Linked DNA regions of Mus musculus: region 1 is linked to region 2. The links are chromatin contacts, called in public HiChIP or PLAC-seq maps. All regions are on one chromosome and are shown on one strand. Each heading gives the region's core, a stretch centred on a gene start, on an enhancer-like site or on the middle of the called end of the contact. The rest is flanking DNA. Distances are from core to core; before and after follow the strand shown.

The links. HiChIP or PLAC-seq counts read pairs in DNA pulled down with a chosen protein or histone mark.
Region 1: a contact with region 2 is called in an H3K27ac HiChIP or PLAC-seq map of trophoblast stem cells, with 4 times the contacts expected there. The contact joins two enhancer-like sites. A contact is called at or near these places in 2 of 115 datasets of contacts at active chromatin or transcription factors (embryonic forebrain and trophoblast stem cells).

Annotation. Positions count from the first base shown.
Region 1 is chr2:174,261,590-174,265,189 of GRCm38.p6, forward strand. No RefSeq gene overlaps it. Among named protein-coding and RNA genes, the nearest start is that of Mir296, 3.7 kb to the right of the region's middle. Within about 2 kb of position 1,687, at least 28 of the 459 cell types and tissues checked have an H3K27ac peak or open chromatin away from gene starts, as enhancers often do. A contact at or near this core is called in trophoblast stem cells, where this site is marked.
Region 2 is chr2:173,262,038-173,265,550 of GRCm38.p6, forward strand. The region is part of intron 1 of Pmepa1 (prostate transmembrane protein, androgen induced 1); the gene reads right to left. Among named protein-coding and RNA genes, the nearest start is that of Pmepa1, 13 kb to the right of the region's middle. Within about 2 kb of position 1,769, at least 111 of the 459 cell types and tissues checked have an H3K27ac peak or open chromatin away from gene starts, as enhancers often do. A contact at or near this core is called in trophoblast stem cells, where this site is marked.

The DNA of each region.
Region 1 (3,600 bases), core at 437-2,936, 1.0 Mb after region 2:
TGCCTGCCTGTACAATAGACTGCTGATAGCATCCCAGGATGCTTTGTGGGGGTGGGGGCAGGGGTGGGGAAGGGAAGGGAGGAGAAAGCCTTAGGGTGTTTCAACCTTTCAGCCCAGGTCAGTGAGGAGTGCTGGGCTGTTTGAGGTTTGGTTTTAATTGAATTCTTTGGGAAACAGAAGTAAAGAAAGTCTGCTTTAATCCTGTAGGCTAAGATTGGGATGGAGGTAGAGGGGGAGATTGTTTGTTTGTTTGTTTTTTGTTTTGTTTTTATTCCATATAAACCTTGCCATCTTTTGAGCTTCAGATATTTTAGAACAGGGGTGAAAAAAAAAAGAGAGACAAATTCGTGAGACCTGTTGGAGAGCTGAAAAACAACAGGGGATGGGAGAGGTGAGTCACAGGCTGATTTTATTGGATTTTCACGAAGGAAGCCAAGTTTTTCAACTGCTGCTGGAAAAAGAGGGGCCCTGGAAGCCTCTCTTTCTGGCCCCTTTCGCAGCCTGCCCCCATCTCCACACATACCCCATTGCACCCTTGGGTGGCTCTGGGAAGCTTTCTGACCTAACAGTTGTGTTGGGTAGTGGTGGTGGTGGCGGCGTGCGTGTGTGTGTGTGTGTGTGTGTGTGTGTGTTTTCCATGAGAAGAAACAATCCCTTCCCTGGTCCCAAAGGACAAACCTAGAGAGTGACCCCTCAGCAGGCCATAGCCCCATTTCCTTGTCCATGGCATAATGATGCCCTAATCCTCCTAAGATGTCAGAGTCCCCCTTGACCCATGTTCCCCAGGGACCTACAAGCCCTGAAAGTCTGTCTCTTCCCCTGCCCCTCACTTTCCCTCTGCCCCGGAGGGCCTAGGGCTCCCTGAGGTCTCTGCTCCCTTTGCTGATGCCACCTACACATCTGAGGTTCTCTGGCCAACAGTGATCTCGCCATCAGCCTGGCAACACCCCAAGGACTGCGTACCCCTAGCTTTGTCCACAGTTGTATTGAGACCATCTCACACGACTGCCCAGAACCAGATATTGGGGTGGGGGTGATTTGTTTTTTGAACTTCCAGCATCAGCCCATCATGCCCGCCTGGAGCTCCCCCTGCTCCGCGCTTCTGGAGCACTGACGTTCTTTAGGGACTGAGGTGAACATCGTCCATCCGTGGGTCTGGGGATGCATCCATTAAACCACCCGCCTGATGGCCTACACATCACACCTGCTCTCCCTCTCTGTGTCTCACAGCCCTAAGCCAGAGGAGCTCAGCCACCATGACTGTGGGACGAATCCCATTCTCTCCCTGTCACCTCCTCCATGGGTGAAGTAGTGACACCACTCCAGGACAGTCCCATCAGCCCCTGCTGAGTCCTGGTTTCTATTTTGACTTCAATTAGCTGTCTCCAGAGAACTTTCCAGATTGTAGACTGAGAAATATGCAGTGGCCCCATCCCCATCCCTGGTAAATATCCAAGCTCGGGGTAAAGACAGCTCTGTGGGATCTAAGCCTTCTTCTCATGCTGTATGTACTTCCTGTCCCCACTAACATGGCTCTTCCTCTAAGAAGCCCCTTCTACACACTCTTCCAGGACTCTCCACTACAGACCCATGTCTACCTTGTCCTTGCTGTACCTTGGGGGCCCAGAGCAAGAACGGCAATGGGTGACATAGTCTTGTGGGCTGTTTGCCCTAGCAGAGTAGAGAGTGACTCACCATCCAGGAAGAGGGATGGCTCTGGCTTCTCTGCCCCTCCTCCAGCCTTCCTAGGAACCTGTCCTGGAGGAGTTTGCTCTAGGGAAGCTTAGGTGGTTACATCACTCCCACCCTCCCCCTGCCTTGAACACTCTGGTCCTTGGCAACAGGCTGAGGACCCCCCTTTCTGCTGACCTGTGGGCACAGATGTTCCCTAGGTGTGAAGGCACAGACCACAGATGGCTCCATTTGCAGGCAGGTGCCAATGCCTGGTACTCGGGCACATTTGTTCTCTCAGAGGGTGGCATCAACCCAGAATCACCTCAAATTACATGAACATTCTGCCTTTCGAGAAAGTGAAGAATTTCGGGGGAGTATAGGGAGGTATTTTGGGCAAACAAGGCCTCCTCTGAGATCCGTCTGCCAAGTGATCTAGGCTTTCCTCTGCTTGTGGGAAACATTGCCAATGGGCAGGCTCATAGCCCTCAGATGGGGTGAGCTCTGCTGGATGGCCCCTGGCTGACCTTCTGAACATATAGGTTCTCCTGTTAGAGGCAACCACAGCCTTTCCCAGAAACATCCCAGTCTATCAGCATTGCCACGCCCAGTGCCCAGACTCATCAGAGCCTTCAGACTTGCCTACTGCCCATCAGGGCTCTTGCACATTGATTCGTCTCAACACCTCATCAGGGCCCTTCCTCCCCATGGCTCCACATCGAGGTACTAGACTCTCTCTTCTTACCCAAAACACAATGGCCTAGTGAGGGAACATCAGCTGTTCTGTCATTGTTGTGCTCACATGAAGATGCTGTTGCGTGTATAGCCAAGTTCGCCATGCGTGCACATATTACCGTGTGGCTGCAAACCCTGCTTCATCCTGAATGTTCCTAGGCTCAGCGGAGGTTTCCACCTCTGCATTGGCTCTTTCTAAGGCTCATGGGGATGCTCGCTCCTGGGGAACCAGGCAACAGGCCTCATGAGGCCCCTTTACTGTTCATGATGGTGCCCATCTCACTTGGAAGGAGCGACACCTATTTGGCTGGCCTGACTATACAGCTCTGGAGAGTTGGGCTATAAGTTTACATATATGGAGATGTGTATTATAATGGATTCTACGGACACATTGGAATAATGGCCTTGAGCTACCACGCCCTTGCCAGTTCTGCTCATGTTTTGCTAGGTGCTCAGAAGACAGCCTTTCTCTGATCACTGGATCACGTCACAACACCCCGCCCTGTCCCATTCATACCCCGAGAAAACTTGATCCTCTCCAAATTCCCTGCTTTCTGTAGCTTGTTTTGAGTCCTTTGTAGGATGCTCTTCAATGTTGACAACGTTTGCTCTAGCAGTGTCTTTTCATGTTGGGTTGACACAGGGTACTCGCTGTACACAAGAGGTTCCCAGGAATGCCAGTCTGCACTGTTCATTGAGACTCTGGCTTTTCTTCCACAGGAGGTTGCTCGCTGGAGTGAATGGCAGTAACCGCAATTCCTCTGTGTTTTCTCACATTCTATTTACCCATTTGCCCCCTTAACGGCTCATGGATTTTTAAAACATTTTTTTGTTTGTTTGTTTAAACTATTATTCTTTTGTGTGTGGAGGTCAAAGCACAACTTTGTGGAGTCGGCTCTCTTCTTGCATGGGTTCTACGGATGGAAGGCAGGGAGCAGAACCTCTCAGCGAGTTTCAGACATTTAAATGCTGGGTTATAATCCTGGACAACAATTGGTTCAACTGCTCAGTTTTGACTCTTGGTAGCACTTACCATCAAACTTAGGTCACTCTGAGCTCTACAACAGCACATCCATGCTCCAGGTTCATCCAGTAGTACTAAGAACCACCCATTTCCTTCCTCAGAAGTTGGATCCCTTAGTTAGTAAATGGTCTTTGCACCAAAGTCTAGGTAGAACAGGGAGAGACATGGCC
Region 2 (3,513 bases), core at 519-3,018:
CCTTCCCTAACAGGCCTCTCACTCCGCTCCGCTCTGCTCCGCTCCTATCCAGAGGCTAGCCAGAAAGTCACACTTGCGGACCACAAAGCCATTCAGACCCTAGCACAATGAACAAAAGATTTGTTTTCTATACCAGAGGGAGGAATGCTGGGGACATTACAGCCAGCTTCTGGAGGCTGTTACGGTGAGCCTACATGTTAGGGTGTGGTGAGAGTCTGCTGTGGCACCCTGAGATTAAAGTGACCCCAGCACCTATAGGAAGAGCCTACACTGTCCCTGTGAGGAAAGCCCCACACCATCCACATCTGCACGGGCCTCCAGCCCCTTGTCTCAGGTAGGTAGGGCCTTGGCCACTTCCCTCCTCCACTGCATCTAGACACAAACCACAACCGTCCCCCAGGGTCTGACCTGGTGACCTTGACTCTAATGGGAGTGACCTCAGAAGGATAAATAGTGATGCTACCTTCCTTTTTCAGAGGCTCTTCCGGGGAGCCCTGATTTTGCAATGGTGCAGTGGTTTAAGACAGGGTTTATCTATGTAGCTCCAATTGGCCTTGAACCAGAGATGTGCCTGCCTCTGCTTCCCATGTGCTGAGCTTAGTGTAGGGGAGAGGGGTTGGCATCCTGGACACGGCTTCCAGATGTCACTCACGCACAGCCTTCCCAACATTTGCTATTTCCAAATACCCTATGAAAGGGATTAAAATTGCTTAATATTTCCCAGCTGGATAAAACAGTTCACGACTACTTGGTTGTTTGGCTGCTGCTGTTGTTTTATTTTGAGACCTGGCCTCACATAGCCCAGGCTAGCCTCAAACTCCCTATATGTAGCGGAGGATGACCCTCACCTCCCGATCAGTAGGGTATGAGGTGCACGCTGCTACACCACGCCCAGTTTATGCAGGGCTGGGGATGAAACCTGGGCCTTCCTATGTGCTAGCCGAGCGCTTGCTACTGAGCTACAGTCACTAACACAATTAGATCCATTCTTTCAGTGCTGGGAACTGAACTCAGGACCGTACGTACACCGGGCAAGTGCTCTACCACTGAGCCACACCTCCAGCTCTCCAACTCGCTTTTACCCTTTAGCCTTCCCTTTAAACACCAAGCCTCACAAAGTCAGTGCTGCGTGGGCCGTGTTTGACAAGCATCTCCCAGAGCACAGGTCTGTCAAACACTAGGCAGTCCTCCTTGTACTGCGTAAAAGCTTTTCTAGGGACAGGGCTATCATGTCTCTGAAGGCCCCTGGGGGACTTTCTTGATAGGGTGGATACCTGAAAGCTTCTGAACCCAGTCCAGCCAATCAGTAGCCAGCTGCCCTTCTCCCCGAGCCTCAGTCTTCCCATCTGTAAAATGGATTTAGGGGGCACTGTCGGGGTAGCATGTAACACTATGCCTTGCATACGGCAGGCACTGAGCACATCAAGGAAACAAGCAGCATGCTGTCTACACGGCCCTATGGATGGGGGGAGAGGGAGGAGGGGAGGCAAATGTCCTACAATGTCCATTTCACAGATGATGGGTTGAAGTTTGAGGCCATGTGGAGTCTAGGCTACTGCTGCTGTCATTTCTTCCTCAGAGAACAGTGGAGTAGAGAGGAGGAGGAGACTCACTCACTCCTGGGTCTTTGGACTCTCCACTTGGACAGCCATGAGGCAGCCCAACCCCCACAAGACAGGCAGCTCCAGCCTGTGGTCTAGGCTGTCTGGGAGCACAGCAGCTCTCTGAGTTCACCACCTCTGAGTAACCGCTTCCTCAAGACATGACTCACATCTGTCTGGGGTCACCCACACCCTCCTTCCCCGTGGAGGCAGGCAGGCCAGGTGAGACGGGTACAGACAGAGGCGCTCTGGCCTGCCAGCAGTGGCTTTGGAGCCACAACACTCCCAGAAATGCCAAACCTACTGCGACGACAGGCCCTGTCCTGTGAGTCTCCCAGGCTGAGACCCAGCTGGAGGCCTTGGCCTGAGACATGAGGCTCAGACGCAGGTTGCAAAGTGCCTCTCATCTGGAATTCTACTGAGCCCATTCCCTGGGGGCCCAGCCTGGTCCAGGCAGCTCTTCTGCTGAACTGGCTGCTCCTTGGGTTACCCACATTCCAGTACTGCGGTCTCAAAGTCACCAGGCCATGTCAAAGGGCTGACAAGCCAGGGGCTGTGTGTAGGACCACAGAACCCACAGCACATCGGCTTCTGGGGATGGGCGGGGGTTGGTTGGGGGGGAGGCTTGAGAGACACGAAATCTGCAGAACTTAATGACTTAGGGTGGAGAGGCTCAGGCTGCAACCCTTGTTGTCCCTTACCTCACCCTGGAGGAGTTTAGTCTGCAAGAGAACCTTTCAAGTCCTCTGACAGAGAAGGAACCTAAGAAAAAGGGAGAGAAGAGGTGGTGGTGGGCGGGGGGCAGCTAAAGCCTGGACTTGGGTCCTGCTTCTGCCTAGCTCCAGAATTTTTAGGATAGGCTCATCAGCACCCTGCCCGCCTGCTCCTTGGGGTGGTGATTCCCTCTCAGCTCTGTCCTAGCACCTGTGGGTCACAGTGACCCCTTTTCCTTCAGTTGCAACCCAACACCAGACCGTTCCTGTTCTCTCCTGCTCAGAGCCATGGGGATCACTGCCCGCTGGCCCGGTGACCCTTCTTGGAAGGGCGTGGCAGAAGGGGAAGGCTTCCCAGCCGGCCAAAAGGGATACACACACACACACAGAGACCCAGCTGGAGAAGTCTGAGAGGCCAGAGGTGGAGAGAGGCCTCAAATCAGACACACCCCTGACACCATGACAGGTGGCTCTAAGGCTTGGCTCTGCCTGGGCAAGCTAAGCCCACACTCCAGGATCCCTCAGCCCAAGTTCAAATCTGCCTTGCAACTGTGTGCTGAGTGATCTTTGGCAAGTGACTTGGCTCCGCCTCCTCGTGTGCACTGAGGTTGCCATGAGGATTAATGAGGCGGGGCGTGCCAAGCGCGCTGTGAGCACCTGCCACTGCTAGGGTTTAAAAAGCCACCACTCGCTGTGGGGGAGTGCCCAGAACAACCTCCAAGCAGACAGAGCTGTGAGGTGTCAGTCAGGACCAAATCTCCCCCCTTCTGCTCTTATTTCTGAAGCATCTCTATTCCAGAGAAAAGCCCCCGTGTTTTCCTCTAGAGTATAAAGGTGCTGAGGCTACAACTCAAGACATCTGTGGAAGAAGCAGGCAAGATAAAACAGAAGCTTCTATCTGGACTGGGGTGCAGGATGCTGATCTTATAGAAAGACAAAGTGTCACTAGGGGAATGTCGCACTCTGTGTTTTAGTCCATGTCACCTTGGAACAGGTCTCTAATAAATATTGGGGGTCTGGAAGACCTGAGAACTGAGGGGAGGGCTGTGTCACCTGCAGCTCAGGGACTCAGCAAAGAACAGTCTGTGACCTGTTAAGCAGCCCAGGACACTCTACATTGACAAGGAGAAGCCAGTCAGAGGGCCTGGTGCCTTCTAGTGGGAACAATCCCTCTCCCTGTCAGTGCTCCATAGCCTCTA